Regions from separate parts of the Mus musculus genome. Here region 2 is linked to region 1. Evidence: chromatin contacts called from public HiChIP or PLAC-seq data. All regions are on one chromosome and are shown on one strand. Each heading gives the region's core, a stretch centred on a gene start, on an enhancer-like site or on the middle of the called end of the contact. The rest is flanking DNA. Distances are from core to core; before and after follow the strand shown.

The links. HiChIP or PLAC-seq counts read pairs in DNA pulled down with a chosen protein or histone mark.
Region 2: a contact with region 1 is called in an H3K27ac HiChIP or PLAC-seq map of SST interneurons, with 7 times the contacts expected there. The contact joins two enhancer-like sites. A contact is called at or near these places in 1 of 484 Hi-C or Micro-C datasets (nephron progenitors), 6 of 115 datasets of contacts at active chromatin or transcription factors (SST interneurons, differentiating embryonic stem cells, embryonic basal ganglia and 2 more) and 1 of 9 other capture datasets (embryonic stem cells).

Annotation. Positions count from the first base shown.
Region 1 is chr4:125,677,910-125,681,866 of GRCm38.p6, reverse strand. The region is part of intron 10 of Grik3 (glutamate receptor, ionotropic, kainate 3); the gene reads right to left. Among named protein-coding and RNA genes, the nearest start is that of Gm32807, 120 kb to the right of the region's middle. Within about 2 kb of position 2,331, at least 2 of the 459 cell types and tissues checked have an H3K27ac peak or open chromatin away from gene starts, as enhancers often do. A contact at or near this core is called in SST interneurons, where this site is marked.
Region 2 is chr4:125,927,241-125,931,197 of GRCm38.p6, reverse strand. No RefSeq gene overlaps it. Among named protein-coding and RNA genes, the nearest start is that of 2610028E06Rik, 6.8 kb to the right of the region's middle. Within about 2 kb of position 1,882, at least 24 of the 459 cell types and tissues checked have an H3K27ac peak or open chromatin away from gene starts, as enhancers often do. A contact at or near this core is called in SST interneurons, where this site is marked.

The DNA of each region.
Region 1 (3,957 bases), core at 1,082-3,581:
GATTGGGATGCACCCAATTCTAGTCTTGCTCAGCATTCTTTCCACACACGAAGCCATTTGATCTTGTCTACCTGGTTCCAGCCCCAGATCTCAAACTGATGACAAGAAGTACTCAACAACTCCAGCTCTGTATTTTGACCCCTGATATCCAATTATCCTGATGTTAGCCTGGACCCTGAACTTGTTCCCATTATAAAGCTTGAGCCAGCTCCTACCGGAATGGGATGGATCTTAGTTCTGGCAACTTGTCACTAATCGGTCTTCTGGTCTTCTTTTTAGAGAATAAGGTCTAGTCCCCAGGCCCTGGCCACAGCTCACTCCCTGCTTTGGGTGTCTTGTTGGCACTTCCTGTTGGATTCTCCAGTATGGTCACCACTGGTTCTATATCTCTATTCTCCACCTCATGCTGGGAGGAACCCCCAGAGTGCCCAGATAGTGAACTATTAAATTAAAATAGCAAGACCTGCCATCATTACAGGATGCTGCCTACAGGCCAAGCATCGCTAAGTGCCTCATGAATTCCTCCCTAGAGCCCCAGGAGGCAGCAGACATTGCCACATTTTAGATGAAGGATTGGTGGCTGGAGCAGGCAGAAATGCTTGTTCAAGCTGGTGAGTGGCCAAGTCAGTTCTAGTACTCAATTCACTATGACCTTAAAATCCAACACGGTGTTGTACGAGTCAAATACCGTGGGGTGAAGTGACAGAGGCAGGCAGTCTCAATTACATTCCAGTTCTGTTACTGTGACCTAATTTGGAATAAGGTCTTGTGGATTATATTCTTAGAGAACAAAGTCACCAAGGTAAGATGGCATCATACTGAATTAGGGTAGCCCCCTCCTAACAACTGGTGCCCTTATAAAAGACATAGATATGCAGAGACGAGTGTGTGACAATGGAGACAGAAATGAGGAAAAGGCAGGCACAAAGCCAAGAAGCACCAAGGGATGCTGGCCACATCAGAACCTGGGAGGATGGAGCCCACTCACCTTCAGAACCTCTGAAGGGAAGCAATGCCACTGACACCCTGATTTCTCATTTCTGCCCAAGGAGAGGACACATTTCTGTGGTTTGAAGGCACCTGGTTTGCTATCACTTGGTATAGCAGCCCAAGAGAACTCATACACCTGTCCCTTAGACCCTGTGTGGGATGCAGAGAGCTCTTCTACCATCTACTCTTGGGTCCCGTTCTGAGCCCTGTGCTGCATTCCCATACACATGAATGTCACTTTGGCTTCTGACTACACCTGTCACCGGGGCTTTGCTGGGATTTCTTTTGTAGCATTTGATGGGGTTTGGAGTTCTACAGCCATCCAGATCCCTCTTCTACCTCTATGGTGTCCAAGAAAACAAGCTCCATTCCTGACAACCACAAAGCAACTCGACTCATCCTGGAGTTCTGCCTGCTGGCTCCCTCCCATGTCTCTAGTATTGGGTGTTATAGCTCGGATATAAAGTATGCCCCAGAAGGTTCATATGTTGAAGACTTGTCCCAAGTTGTGAATCTATCATTGGGATCCCTCACGACCGGATACTGAGTGCCTTGATCTTATTAATCCACTGATAGATTTGCACTGTAATAGTATTACTGGAAAGAGAAGCTTCACTGTGGGAGTTTGTGTCTATAAAGGGTCTTTTGTCTCTGTTTCTCAGAAGCCAGGAGGCTACAAGCCTCTGCCCCATGCTCCCGTGGTCATGATGCCCTTCCTGCTTCACCACAGGGCAGCAGGGCAAGCGGAGCAAGCAGCTGGATTTTCTGAAACCGTGAGCCAACTCTAACCCTCCACTTAGGTGTTTCTCTCTAACACTTGTCATGCAAGTGTGAGGACTTGAGTCTGGATTCCCAGAGCCCTCACAGAAAGCCAGGCTTGGACGCACACATCTATACGTGAGATCAGAGGGAGAGACTGGAGAACCCTGGGAAGTTCGTGGTTCAGCTTGGAGTATTCAGCAGTGTACAAGAGACTCTGTCTCCCACAAACTGGAAGGTGAGGACCAGCATCCCCTTCATGTCCTCTGACCCCCACGTGTACACCAATGGCACGAGCGTGCCAGCACTCATGCACGCGCGCACACACATTTATTTTTTAAATGTATTTCTGTTTGTCAGTGATAAAAACTTGATTCACACAGGAGCATCCTCAGCTTCTGCGTTATCCAAGTGCTGTTTCTCTACCTAGATGCTTTCCATCCAAGCTGAGGAAACAAGGTACCTCACGTAGAGCCTGGGTAGCAACCCGATAAAGCATCGTCTGGGCCTCCCACATGTCTGAACAGACCCAGACAGGTGTGAGTAACATCCCAAGTACCAGCTGCCAGCCCTGCCTCTACGATTCACCCCCAGAGCTGCGGCAGCCTTGATGGCTGACTGAGCAATGATGTGTGTGCCTTTCCCAGGCCTGGAGAATGGCCCCAGTCCTGCTTCCCCGAAGGCTCCATACTGTGCCAGTGTCTATCAAGAAGAATGGCAGGTTCAGTCTGCCCCAGTCACCAGAATCCAGGGTAGATGACCCATCTTCTGCCACTTTGAGTCCTCTCCCCAAATTCCTGGTAGTGGTATTAACCCAAATGGGTGGGGCCTGCTCTAGCAGCGCCCAAGGGGGCTGGGGCTGGAACCCCGCCTCTTTGAAGTAGGCTAGATTCCCCATCATACACCGGACAGTGCTCGCTCTTCCCTGCATTGCTCCATGCTGCTCTGATCACAACAGAACTTTTCTTTATAAGCTATTGTTTAATCTCTGCCTTCCCTGTCAGTATATAAACTCCAGGAGGGCGAGGATTAAGCTTGTTCCCTTCACTGAAGTGCCTCTCGCCTCTCCTCTCGGGGATTAGTGCAGAGCCCGACATAAAGAGGAGGCTCCAGGAAATTTTGTTAGAAAAACAAACATTAGAATATCCACCCAAACTGACCACCTGAGTTTGATCCCCAGGGCCCACAGGGTCGAAGAAGAAAACTGACTCCTGTAAATTGTCATGTGACCTCTACATACTTGCTGTGACACACACACACACACATACACACACACACACACACACTGATTCTGGTCTCAGTTTCCCAACTCTGCATACATATTTTTCCTGAAGTTAGATTGACTCGACCATTTGACCCGTGTTTTCCCAGAATAGGAACTACTGCTTATGGTGGCCCTGATGGGTCAATCTACAAAACTGTTCCTCTCTCCTTTGATTGCTCAACAGATCCCAGCACAGTCTCCACCTGCCTTCAGGCTCACCTTGGGGAGGTTCTGGAAAGATCTTCAGTTCTTTAGAGCAACCTGTCACTGCCTTGGGGGCAAACTGGCTGATGGTGTCCCTGTTGCCTGTTTTCCCTTGCTCTCACTTGACTCTGTCCCTCAGTGAGGTGAACCTCCATCATGACTTGCTTTGAAGTATGTGCCCTGGCTCAGGGCTAGGGACAGGCTTGGGTCCCCTTCTCTGGCCTTGCAGACAGGGCATGGGACTCAGGCACATGGGCCAGAAGCAAGGCCTGCTTCTGGGAAGAAAAGAGACAGCACACAATCCAAGCAGTAAGGGTGTGTCTCTGTCACCTGCTATCCCTGTCACATCTGCAGGCTGGGGGACCAGTGCTCACAGTCCTGTGGCCATGACTTCTGCAGAGTATGTCTTCCCGAGTCCTGTGTTTCTTCATCATATTCATTACCACAGTCTGCATTCTAGGGACCAGAAATGACCTCATGTCCTCCTTGGGTGCAGACCAAGGGGACAGCAATGACATCCTTCTGCCTTGCATGAGTCTCTCAGCCCTTCCTCTAGGGTAATGGTTCTCAACCTCTGGGTCTCAACCCCTTTGACAGATCTCTATCTCCAAAAAGGTTTACATTGCCGTTCTTAACAGGAGCAAAATTACAGTTATGAAATAGTAACAAAAATAATTTTATGGTGTGGGGGGGTGTCAGCAGAACATGAGGGGACTGTATTAAAGCGTTGCAGCTGAAGG
Region 2 (3,957 bases), core at 633-3,132, 250 kb before region 1:
GTCTCTGTCTCTCTCTGTGTATCTCTCTCCCTGTGTTTCTGTGTGTGCGTCTGTCTGTGGGGATCTCTGTGTTTTCCTCTGGGTGTCTTGTTCTCTGTGTGTGTCTGTGTCTATGTCTACTCTGCCTTTGGCAATGTCTGCTGCTAGCCCATCACTCAGTCAGGGGAGGTGAAGAGGGTTAACGGCAAGGAACCCCCGACTGAGTACCTACTATGCACCAGACCCTGGGGCCAGACAGAGATGAATGAGACGAAGCCTCCAATGACAACACAAAGGGTATCACCCGACAGAACATGATTAATTGCTGGGAACTCCACAGGCAGCAGCTGAAGTTTGCAGGCTAAGGATCTGCATCGAGCAAAATCAGAACTACGACGGTAGGAAGGGTTTGCCTATAGCCAGGTGCTTGTCGGGGACCTACTGTGTGCCAGCGTCTCTTTTAGGTGCTTAGGACTGTAGCTGGGAACAAGCCAGACAAGGCATCTGCTCCCCTAGAGTTTAGAGGGGATGACCAAGAATAAGGACCTAAGCAAGCAGGGTCTGGTGGCCTGTGCTCTGAACCTTGGCACTGGGGAGGCTGAGGCGAAAGTTCTGGCTAATCTGAGCTACAGAAACAAAACAGACACCAGCAAAACCACAACAGTAATCATGGGTCACAGCACAAGGTAGCTGACTACTAGTGGGGGGTGGGGGGGCTCTGAAGGCAGAGAGATAGCAGAACCTCACATCTGAAGGTGGGCTGCACCCAGAGAGGCAGCCAGCCATCAGGAGGCTTATGGGGAGGGCTTTACCAGTTCAGGGGAAAGGCAGAGGCTTTGGGGCAGCTGTAAAAGCAGACCAGAGGTGAGCATGGCCCAGGCTGATGTAGGAAGGAACTGAAGGGGACAAGCAATTGAGCGATCGATCGGGAATACAGGCCCAGCCTCCAGCGGCCTCAGCTAATCCCTTCTCTTCTCCGAATGGCCTCTCTCTTCTCTGTGGCCTGCCTCTTGGTTTGTCTTTGTCCCCTGTATCAGTGTCCTTCCTGCTTGAAGGTCCTGTGGATGCGCAGCCAGCTCCTTGAGTCAGAGCCCCCCCCCCCCCCACGGGCCTTCTCGATAGTCTCATCTCTGCTCTGTGGCCTTGCCTTTGCGCTCCAGCCAGGCCTTTTCCATCGCTGGGTCTTTGCTTCTGCAGCCTTCATTTTGGAATCCCAGCCCTGTTTCCACGTGGCCAACTCCTGTATATCCTGTTAGGCCTGGTAAGACCGGGGACATCTCAGGGAAGGCTGAGGTCCCTCTATCCCCAAAGTGCCTCTTGTAGAAAGCATCACTCTGCATTAGAGTAACCATTTCCTGGAAGTGGAGCCTTACTCTGAAATGTCACTGATGGATCACAGAACCATGGCTCTTTCTGTCTGGACCTGGGACTCAGGGAGAATGGGAGTCCTGGATGGGGTTGCAAACTCAGGCCTCTGGGTTAGCCCTCTGAGCCCTGCTGAGCCTGGGAGAGACCGAAGCAGGATATCCCTACCTGGCCTCACCCACATTGGGGGAGGGTAACCTAAGCTGGGCGAGGGGCGGAGCCGCAGCTGTGCTCCAGAGCTGATGGTGCCTCTGTGTGCCAGGAAATGACTTGGAGATGCTCTGTCAAGCACAAGATATAAATTGCAGGCGGTTTTTAAACGTTTGGAGAGATTGCTTTTTGAGTGGCAACCTGCATCTGTGCGTATCGGAGGGGGCGGGGCAGAGGTTCCGTTACTTTTTTCTATTTGTTCTCTTCCCTGGGGCTTAGTTCCTTCTTGGCCTGGCTGGTTGGCTGTCGCTCAGCCTGGGCTAAGAGGCAAGGTGCTGTGGGAGTGGTGGAAGCTGATGGTGGAAGCTGGGCAAGGGGCTGGTAGGGCCTGGCCAGGGCGCTAGCGGACAGGCCCGTGGACAGCGCAGCAGGCCTAGCTGGTGGTGGGCCAAGCCCACCTGTTCTTGTCTCTGACAAGATGGGCTCAGGGACCCACCCACCGATGCTTCCCAGTGCTTCTGGTTTCCAGATTCTTGATTTTGTTGCATTTCTCTCGTTTCAGAAGGCACATCAGATCCAATGGAGGCTCCATCGCGGCTTAATCACCCTTGCTTTCTAGACCTTTGGGGCCATAGGCTGGGCCCTTGGGTCTCCTGGGGCATGAGGTGGCTGAGAGAGCATCTGTCAACGCTGATGATTGCAGTGGGGTCAACCACTGACCCCAGAAGCAATAATTCACCCGTCCTTTCATTCATTCACAGTAGAACTGTTTTGAGTGGTTACTCTATGCTCAGTATGGGTTGGAGCTGGAAATACAGTGGGGGGATGAAGTGAAATGGGATCTACCTTATCGGGTTCAAGTACAAATTTCTGTTTTAGCTCAGCATCTTCTTCTACCTTCCCCAGAATCCCGTTACCTCCTGATTTACAGTGGAACCCACTCTGCAAGAATCTCTCACTGACGACAAACCTAGTCTAGCCTTGCTTTCTGGTACAGCAATAGAAGACCCTCACTTCTATATCCAGAGAGGAACAGGGGAAGGAGGGTAGAGTGGAGAATCTCTGGTCAAACCTACAGAGAACGAATGAACGGGCTTGTCAGGAGTGAGGGCTTCTTTCCTTGTTGGGAAGCTGCTAGCTGCTGTCCTCGTGTAAGAGGATCTGCCTGGGGACACAGTCTGAGCTGGCCACTGAGTTGGAGGTGGTGGCTCCTGAGCATGCAGGGACTGGACTGGGCTGGGCTCAAGGCAACTGCCATGTGACTCTTACTCCTGGCTTGGGAAAGGAGTTGGCAGTTCCTCACCATGGTTGGGAGGACTCCCAGGGGACCTGGCCTTCCCATTGCGTGCAGAAAGCTGGTTACAGTTTGAGTTAATGCTCCTTAGAAGGAGCCGATGGGTCCCTCAGGGGCCTTTCAGGGGATTACAGATTGCATTCAAACCCATCCACCCTGGAGAGGGGAGGGAGGCGAGCTCACTGCATCAGCTGTCTGAGCCCAGAAGCTAGGACACAGGCCAGGCTTGAGTTTGCCTAGAATGCGGATGGGGGAACACAGAGGGAAAGCCGTGTATAGGCCACAGGTATGATCATTCACCCGGCCTCAACACCACCAGTCAGGTGGCCATATTATCACGCTCCTGTGACACATGATCGGACAGACACAACAGCGGGGAAGGCATGAGGTCGAATCTGTGGGAGAGCTGAAATTTGAACTCAGGCAGCCTGGCTCTCAGAGAAGCAGTACTGTCCACTGAGCTACACGGCTAATCTGGGGAAGGGACTTGGAGCTACAAGTGAAGGGATCTAACTGGAGGGTAGTGTGGAGACCCAGCCTGGAGGTACATGCCAGTTGGAGCTTATACTGCCTCAGAGAATAATTCCTGACCCTGGTGTCCAGTGGCTTCAGGGGAGGGGTGGGGCTCAGATCTCTGGCATCCCTCCCCCATCTCAGAGTCTAAAGGTTGCAGTCTCTGAGGGATGTTCTATTGCTACCCACTTGGTCCCACTGACATGCCTGCCAGCCTCTCTTCCCAACTAGACACTTAGGCAGAGATGGGATATTTTGGGAAGGGAAGTTCAGGGCTGGGATGGATCTGCTCTGGGCTGAGGGAGATCTAGGGGGTCTGGTAGTGGCAATGGAAGCGATATCATGAGTTATACACACTCCAGGTCCTGGAAGCCCTGTCTCTTGTCCTCGGGCCCACAGAGACTCAGATCTGACCTCAAATTGGGCTGTGGGATATTCCTGAAGTTCCTAACCTGGAGACAGAGAGAAGCGATATATGGATGTGGTTCAGAGACAGTAAAAGCCATCACTCCAGAACCCAAGGAACACAGCCAGCTCACTGACTCTGGGGGTCTTGGGTAACGGAAGTGCCTGGCCGCTTTCTGTCCTAGACATGAATTGGTGGTCCATAAGCTCCACTTAGGCTGTACAGAAACTCCAAAGTTCTTTTATCTCAG